Linked DNA regions of Hordeum vulgare: region 1 is linked to region 2. Evidence: chromatin contacts called from public Hi-C data. All regions are on one chromosome and are shown on one strand. The core of a region is the stretch at or near the end of the contact, and the rest is flanking DNA. Distances in the headings are between cores, read along the strand shown.

Region 1 (4,358 bases), core at 550-3,049, 460 kb after region 2:
ATACTAGATAAAATCATTAGTTCAATGACATATATGTTGTTATTAAATACAAAAACCACTTAGGGAGAAGTTGTGCTTTTAGATCAACCGTCAGCCGCTTGTGCATCCCTCACAACCACCAACTTGGGAACGAGATGCTCATGCAAGACTACTTCGCGGATAATCCAACATATTCGACGCACCTCTTCCGAAGAAGGTATCAAATGCGCCGCCCCCTCTTCATAAAATTAGTGCAAGATTGAGAGGCAAATTCTTATTTTTTTTACTCAAAGGAGAAACACCGTTGGTTTGAAGGGTTTTAGCGCATATAAAAAAATCTTGGCACTTATGCGAGTGATTGCATCTCACAATTCCGACTGACTATGCCGACAAATATCTTCGCATTGGTGAAGATACTACAATTGAATGAGTGCGTATGTTTGCCAAAGTGATCGTCTGCATCTTTGGCCCTGTCTATCTTCGTGCACCCAACGAGGAAGACACAAAAAATGGTTGATGGCAACAAGTGAGAGGAGAGGTTGGCCTGGTATGCTAGGAAGTGTTGATTGCATGCATTGAACTTGAAAAACCCGCCCAAAGGCATGACACGTGCATTATTGTGGCAAGTTTCGTGATGCAACAATTGTGTTAGAAGCCGTAGCATCCAGGGATTTATAAATTTGACATTGCTTTTTTGGTATACTGGGAACTTTCAATGATATCAATGTGTTGCAACAGTCTCATTTGTTTTCTAGACTTGCTAGTGGTGATGCTCCTGCTTGTAACTACATGATTAATGGACATGAATACATCAAGGGATACTATTTTGCACATGGTATTTATCTTTCTTGATGTATATTAGTCAAGAGCATAAAAAAAACCAACACTAGAAAGCATGTTGAATTTGCAAAGATACAAGAGGATCAGAGAAAAGATAATGAAATAGCCTTTGGGGCAATCAAGGTTTGCTATTGTTTGTAGTCCTGCTTGTTTTTTGATAAAAGAACCCTAAAAAACATCAGGAATTGTTGCGTGATTCTTCATAGTATGACCCTCGAAGATGAAAGGATCATGAGCTTAGAATTCTTCTACGACAACGTCGGTATGCGTGTGAAGTGAGCTAGAGACCCTGACCGCATACAAACATTTCTTCACACGTACCGGAAGATTGAGAACGCAAACACTCACTATCAGCTTCACGAGGATCTCATTGTGCACCATTGACACAGACATGGGCAGCAATTTCTGCCATTTTTTCATTCATTTCATTTAATTCATGCGTGATTTTCATCATTGTTGTGTTAAGAACAGTTTTTTATTGAAATGTTACTTTATTTTGAAGATTTAAATAATTATTATAATCTGAATAGTTGTTGTATTATGATTTGAAAATTTGATTTTATGTTTTTAGTCAATTTCAGTAAATATCATGTTTTTTCGGGTGACGAGGACCGCGGTAGAATTCGTAAAAAACGTTTTTCACATACTGTAAACATACGATACTGGCCATGTTTGGATCCTAGGGTTAGAGTTAGAGTTGGTTAGATTTAAACCATCTAACCCTCAAAGATCCAAACATGTGGGTTAGAGTTGGTTAGATGCATCTAACCCACCCAAAAACTCTAACCCACCTAAGAGGTGCTTTTTTGGGTTAGAGTAGGTGGGGTCCAGGGAAAGAGAGAGGTCTAAAGTAGCCAAATGATTAAAAAAAAGCATTTATTGTCCATCTAACCCTTTCATCCAAACACCTTTAGAGTTAGAGTTAGTTTAGGTTAGTTCAAGGGTTAGAATCTAACTCTAACTCTGACCAGGTTAGAGTATCAAACACGGCCACTGTCCGTCGTATACGGGTCTGCTAGAGTTGCTCTTATTCCGGTCACCATCGGAGCTGGCGACCGGTGGCAACCGCGCGGGGAGCTCTAGCCGTTCTCTCTCACAACTGTCGCTCGCCGGGACGCCGCGCGATTTCCTACCCCCACCCCCATTCCAGCGTACCACACCGACACCGTGTGAGATCCGTGCTTCATCGGTAGGTAATAAACCCTAATCCCAGTCCCCTGATTGCTTCCTCCCCGCAGCCGATCCATTCCCTCCGTGAGCGCCGAGATTTCCGCCACCGCGCGCGGTGTGCTTCTTCTTGCCCGTGCTACGAGTGGTCGTGTTGGGGGCAATCCCTGGCACGACGTGTATTGGTCTCGTTACGCGTCGGCAACGCCGTTTCCACCCGATCGAAGTCTTGAACCATCCGAGCTGCCGCTGCCGCTTGCGGTTTTGGCGCCGTATAAGTGAGTGACACTGCTCCTCGGTATTCACCCAGGCAAGCCCACAGCCGCCGCGCCGTGTTGTGCGCCCGTAGGTTGCAAGTGTTGGAGATGTGTAACCAACTAACCATGGACAGAGGCTAGCACCTAATATCCGCCACTTCTGTGGCGGCTTAATCATCTGGCTCAGCGTCTGCTGCCCTGGCATATAGGCCTAACTTTTCCGAGTAAAATGCCTGTAGCTCTTCTGCTTTGATTGTATATCTGTTCTAGAGAAATGGATCTGTGGTAAGGTGTGTGGCAGCTTCACTCCATGATCTCCGGTGGCTTGCTCTCCTGCAAGAAGCTAATGACTGCATTGGGAGCCTGAACGTGGAGATCAGTTGACAGTTTGTTCCCTTGGCGAGTTAACCCTTAACAGAGAGTTCAAATCATATAGTTGATCTTATATCTGTGAAGATTGGTTGGTAAACTCTGTTCTCTGGACTCTAGTTGGAGTTTGTTACTGCAAGTTATTTGTCTTGTGTGATTCCCATAGTTTTCTGTAACAGATGGTAATTTTTTATATAGCAATTGTTTCTGCAGAAATGCATTTTAGTGCTCAGGCTCAATGGAACCCGATTTTTTTTTGAAAAGTTTAAATATCGTATTTCAAAGTTCCAAAAATTCTGAAAAAATTCGACATTGTTGTATGGATGTATACTGTGTGTACGTAAATTCACATGATGAAATACGTTAAGAAGCGAGCTACACAAAAGTTACAGAATTGTGCTTTTGAAAACAGTGAACACTGAAAAGTGTGCGCCTGTTCACTGTAAAAAATCAACGAGTTTCCCTTTTTTGTGTAGCTCGCGTGTTAATGCATTTTCTCATTAAATTTTGGTATTTTACATACATATAGTATACATCCATATGAATACATAGTATTTTTGTTTAGCATTTTTGAAAATTTGAAATACGATTTTTGATTATTATTTTTCAGTAAAAGGGCTCCAAGGATCTTGAGCACACAAATGCCATATTCTTGTTTCTTCACAAGCTAGGGAATATTATAAATTTGGGTCTGAAGGGGTAGGGATCCTTAAACTATGAAACTTACTGTTTTCCATATTTGTTTAAATTTAATACATAAGGTACTCTAGGCATCAGCGCGTCTGTGCTGGTATAGTAAACGCCTCAATTTCCTGCAAACCAGCACTGCATTTCTTCAGAAGGTAGAAATAAACGTTGGTCCTAAGTGATTTATGTGCAGGTGTGAATTGCTCATGGTATATCCTTACTTTCTGATATGGACATTTTTTGTTGTTCCCCTCTATCACTAGTTGTGATAGGCTGTTGGTACCTGTTAGGAGCACTAACTCAGAAATAATATAGCTGTTGTATAATATCTTTTCTGTTTGTATTTTGATATTCTTTTTTTGTGAAAATAGTACCACCATAGATCTGCTGCCAGTTAAGAAATATATCACCAAATTTTTTTGCCTTAATAAAATACTTTTGCAAAAAATGTGCTGTTAAGTTTGTTTTCATGGCGAGTCAACTGTTTGCAAGGTTGGACGAATTTGAAACACATTTAGCTTCTTTGCCTTTTTGTGGTCCAACATCTCCTCAGGAAGTCACACACAACCCTTGTGAAACCACCCTTATTCTGAGTGTAATATCCTTCTAACTCAAAAGGAAGGGTGATAGATTTTGAAGAAATGTTTTTTGTAGTGAGCATTTGTAGTGGGGTTTTACAGAGATGGATATTTTGGTGCTCTGCTAATGTGGCGACTTTGGAGTTAAACCATACCAAATTTCCTTACTTTGATTAATGGTTAGATTTCTTTGGAAGGTTTGAAATCTAGACCCTTCTTGATGTATGTGTATTTGAAAGTTTGCAGGCTCAGTTGCTGCCTTGGTGGAATATCTTCAGGTCTGGTGCAATGGCCTACGAGATCAGTGAGATCAAAAGTAAAGTTCTATTCTCATTTAGGACTACTACTCACTGCAAGTGATCAAAGCACTTACTTGATTTTGTTTGACATTCACTAAAGAGGGTACATCAACCTCGTTCCCTTCCTTTTAGGTGTTATTCTCAAAATAGGAAATACCATTGAAATGGAAATTGTACAAGTA
Region 2 (3,947 bases), core at 267-2,766:
TGGTCAAACGAGGTAGACAGGAGTTATGAACTCACCAAAGTGTAAAGGTTTCTCATGTCACGCCCAGCAATCTCGATCCGTGGCTCATTGACTACCTGTGAAGGCTTGAGCTCAGATCCATTAGTCAGCTCCCTATTGTTGTATAAGACTTTGAGTGATGCTGATTTGATAAATGGGTCCAAGATATCTCCAACTACATTGCCTACAACAAGTGGATCCCTTGACATGGTCACCTACAATTGGTGGTGTCGAGGAGATTAAGTACTATTGCTCAAGAGGAGCTAACTTGGCCTCGAAGTGTGCACTTGTGTGAAGTGAGCGGTGCAGGCCTGTGCTCTATATATACTCTCAGTCCTAGATGGTGAGCCATTCGTGACGACCGAAACTATTACTTCTGTACGCCATGGTATCTTTAAACTGCAAACAATGATATGGGTTGCCGTCACTTGAAATATTTAGGGCTGTCCACCCTCCGGGCCTACACCAATAGAAGAAGTGCTCGCTACCATTCCACGTAGGTGAATAAAATCTGATGTAATCGCACTCACTTATTCCCTATACCTAGAGCCTAACAAATAGGTGCCCCTACCGAAAAGAGGATTGCCTTTTGACTTATCTCCCAGACTGATGCACCATGTTCTTTGTTTTCAGCTATAAACTTTCCCACCCTCTTTATGTACACTTTTCCCCTTCAAACACAATTTAAGCTTAGTGTTTGGGCGAGTCCCCCGTCCCACCCCCTCCCTGTCTTGTAACATGTCTAAATGCTAACTAGACGATCATGTATTGTAGATTGTATTGTTTAGCTGTAAGTAAGATGAGTAACTAAGAGGTTTATAAAATTAGTGTAAGCGTGGTGTTCCGTCAAAAGAAGTGTAAGCATGGTGGGATGAGAATATTATATACTGCAATGTTAAAAAAGGTAGGGGGTATTCCTGACAAATCTCTTTTTTTTTGTCTGTCTTCTGCATTGATTCATTTGTTTTTGCTTCCTTAAATCTCCTAGGAGGATTGTAACAAAACTCTCTTTTCAATACAATGAAATGCAAAATCTCTTGCGTTTCTTGATTTTTTTTACTGGCCTTTTGTTTTGTTAGCACAATATATTGTTATCCTAGATCATGCTGCATTTGGGAAATATGCATGTAGCTGCACTTCTTACTTTCGGGAGTAGTACTATCTTTAGGAAAATAAATAGTATTGCTTAAAGTCTATCATAGTACAATCGACTGAAGTTGAAAACCTCCATATCATACCTAAACACTTGAAGGTTATTTTTCTGATGTCTAATCTGTATGTGTCGTAAATACATCCACACAACCACATTCTACTTAAATTTATGTCTTCTATTCTACTCCCTCCGACCCATACTAATTGTCACTGATTTAGTGGTTTATTTGATGGAATATGATGTTCGAGTATTCGACCTCATTACCTCAATAGATGTTCTGTGAATACTTGTAGAAGTTTATTTGTTTTTTGGCGTATATGCCATTCCAACTGTGTTATGGAATATCATTTGCAGAGGACTCTTCTTCAGTTGCTGATCTCTTGTCTTAAAAAGGGAACTGTATATGTCAACTTATTTGTACTTCAGATAAAAGATGAGGCAAAGGTGTGTTAGATTAGGTCTACATTGATCTTGACTAGCAGGGGACCATAGAATCTAATTTTATTCCTGTACTTTACAGTAAAGTTTATGTGGACTTCATTCTCCTGATACTGCTGCATTCTGTAGGTTTTCAGCTTCGCAAGTTCGAGCAATTATGAATAAAAATTTGTAAGCAATTTCCCAAAGCTAGAAAGAGAAGCCTTACTATGTTTGATTAGAGAAGTACCACCGCACCTGAATTCGAAGGTAATAAATGTCAAATGTGCATAGTGTTATTTCTCAGGCCTGAATTTCAATTGAGTGAGTCAAAACAAAGAATTGCAAAGAGTTTAGTTATAAGAGATGATGAACCTTAAAGTTGATGGAATATGTGGATTGCCTTTTGGTTTGGTTTGGTTTGTGGCTACACGGTCTTGATCCTTGACCAACGAATAAAGCAGTGCCGCCCTTCACGTGGGCATATCCCATTGGTCCAGGCACTCGAATAGTGCATCGAACTCGGCGGAGAATGATAGACATCACATGGGCTGCCCAAGTACAGACATGGACATTTGACAGAGATACTTCCAGCTTGGAATTACATGAAACAGACATCGATATGGAGGAAATAACTTCCAGAAAAGGAAAAAAATAATAATTCTGCGTGGTTTTGGATTTTGTGAAAAATCTGGATATTGCTGGACTGCTGCGTTCTTCCATTGGTGGCTGCTGAAAAGCTGGATTCTGCTGCCTTCTGGTTATGTGCTCTCATAGAGAAAAGCTGTAGGCAATCACCAGTTGATCACCGTCTATGAGTATTACGTCAAGATGGATTCCGAGCCTCTTGGATGGTAAATCTGTTTTATGTTGTGAGAAATCTGACATGGCACACAAGTAACTGATCAAGGCAACGAGACGCCGACTAAGATTATTTGGTCGCAATACTTGTAATGTACTGCCTAGCCATTTTTTTCACTGCCTCTAGGGTAGTGCCAGCAATTTTGTTTTCTCTTTTGGGTACGTAGGCTGCCATGCTCTGAGAGTTGAACCGATCACTCAGAATCTGGGCATGGACAGGGGAATCCTTCTGGAAACGACTAGCACTGCACTTAAGCTCAGGCCTAAGAGTTATAAGCTACTCAGAGACTATAGCTGCCAGGGGCAAAAAAGAGGTATGGGGTCGATTGTTTTTAAATTTTTAATCATACAAGTACCAGCAGATTTATTAGCTATCCTTTTTATTCTTTCTCAGCCATCTTCTTTCTTAAGCCTCTTAATCTAAGGCTGGCCTCTGTGTCTTGCATCGACGGCGCCTGTGGCTCGTCATTTCTCGCCCCGGCGGCCACCAGATGTGTCCGGGCGCTTATGCCTTGTAGTTGAGTTCACCGAGTGTGTTTTAGAGGGGAAAACAGAGGGCTAAAGTAGGAAACGGCATGTAGCTGCTCTGCTGGTGCTGGATATATCTAGGGACAGCGTACTTGCGGCATCGGTACATGTGCTGCAAGTTGTACATGCAGACCTGTGCTGGTCAAATGAGCGTTTCGAGTGGAGTGCCGCTTGCTTGATGTGCTTTCTCGGTTCATCTAGTTGTACTACTCATCTTATGGTCTTATCGGCTTCCTGCACATCTGGAAGGACTGTTATGGCCCGCACGTATGCTTGTAATAGTACGTGCGTGCACTAGAAATCGGCGCAAAAGCTACCCTTACCCACTCTGCCCTATTCTGGTGTAGGCCGGTTCGGTTGGATCTTCTGACTTTGCAAACACTGGCCGATAGAGCCATAGAGGCCGCCTATCGCCGCGAGCTGACGGCCGGCGGGGATGTCGGCTGTAGGTTGGCAAGATTTTGACTCGATAGAAGAAAAAAGTAACTCAGTCGGACTCCTCATATCATCCTTATACGTTTGGACTATTCGTGCATCATCATATCCATCTCAAATATGAAAATGATATAAGGCTTGTGGATGCGTCCGGACGTGTTCGGTTAGTCCGTCATATATGACGTGTCCCTACTCCGGACCACTTTTTTCTTTTCTTTATTCATTCTAATCACGTGCAATTGACCGGATATGAGAAAGAAAATGAAGAGTGTGCTTGCGCGGACGGACAAATAAGAAACACGCCTGATCACTGATCGGGCGTGTCCACGAATGTTTAAAGGGTCATATTTGCAATGTCCGGCTATAGATGCTCTTACGGAAGATAGAAACAGAAATTTTCTTTCAAGTCAGGGTGACTTTAATTCTTTTCTTTTGTGAGTGAGGGTCTCTTCAGTTGACATGATTGTTTTTTGCAGATGGTACTAGAAACATGATGAAACAGAAGATCCAATGAACCTTAGATTTTTAGGCATGT

Evidence for each region. A called contact is a pair of places that touch in the nucleus more often than the background predicts.
Region 1: a Hi-C map of leaf shows a contact between it and region 2, with 6 times the contacts expected there. The contact joins the promoter of LOC123402259 here to the promoter of LOC123403951 in region 2. A contact is called at or near these places in 4 of 6 Hi-C or Micro-C datasets (leaf and seedling) and 1 of 1 datasets of contacts at active chromatin or transcription factors (embryo).

The regions. Positions count from the first base shown.
Region 1 is chr6H:340,985,794-340,990,151 of MorexV3_pseudomolecules_assembly, forward strand. It overlaps LOC123402259 (vesicle transport protein GOT1-like), which reads left to right and starts at 1,800. Exons shown (of 7, transcript XM_045096154.1): 1 at 1,800-2,008; 2 at 4,117-4,193. The coding sequence starts at 4,166.
Region 2 is chr6H:340,524,219-340,528,165 of MorexV3_pseudomolecules_assembly, forward strand. LOC123403951 (protein FLOWERING LOCUS T-like) reads right to left here and starts at 1,517. Exons shown (of 4, transcript XM_045097854.1): 1 at 36-1,517. The coding sequence starts at 227. LOC123403952 (a long non-coding RNA gene) reads left to right here. Exons shown (of 2, transcript XR_006611599.1): 2 at 1,526-3,156.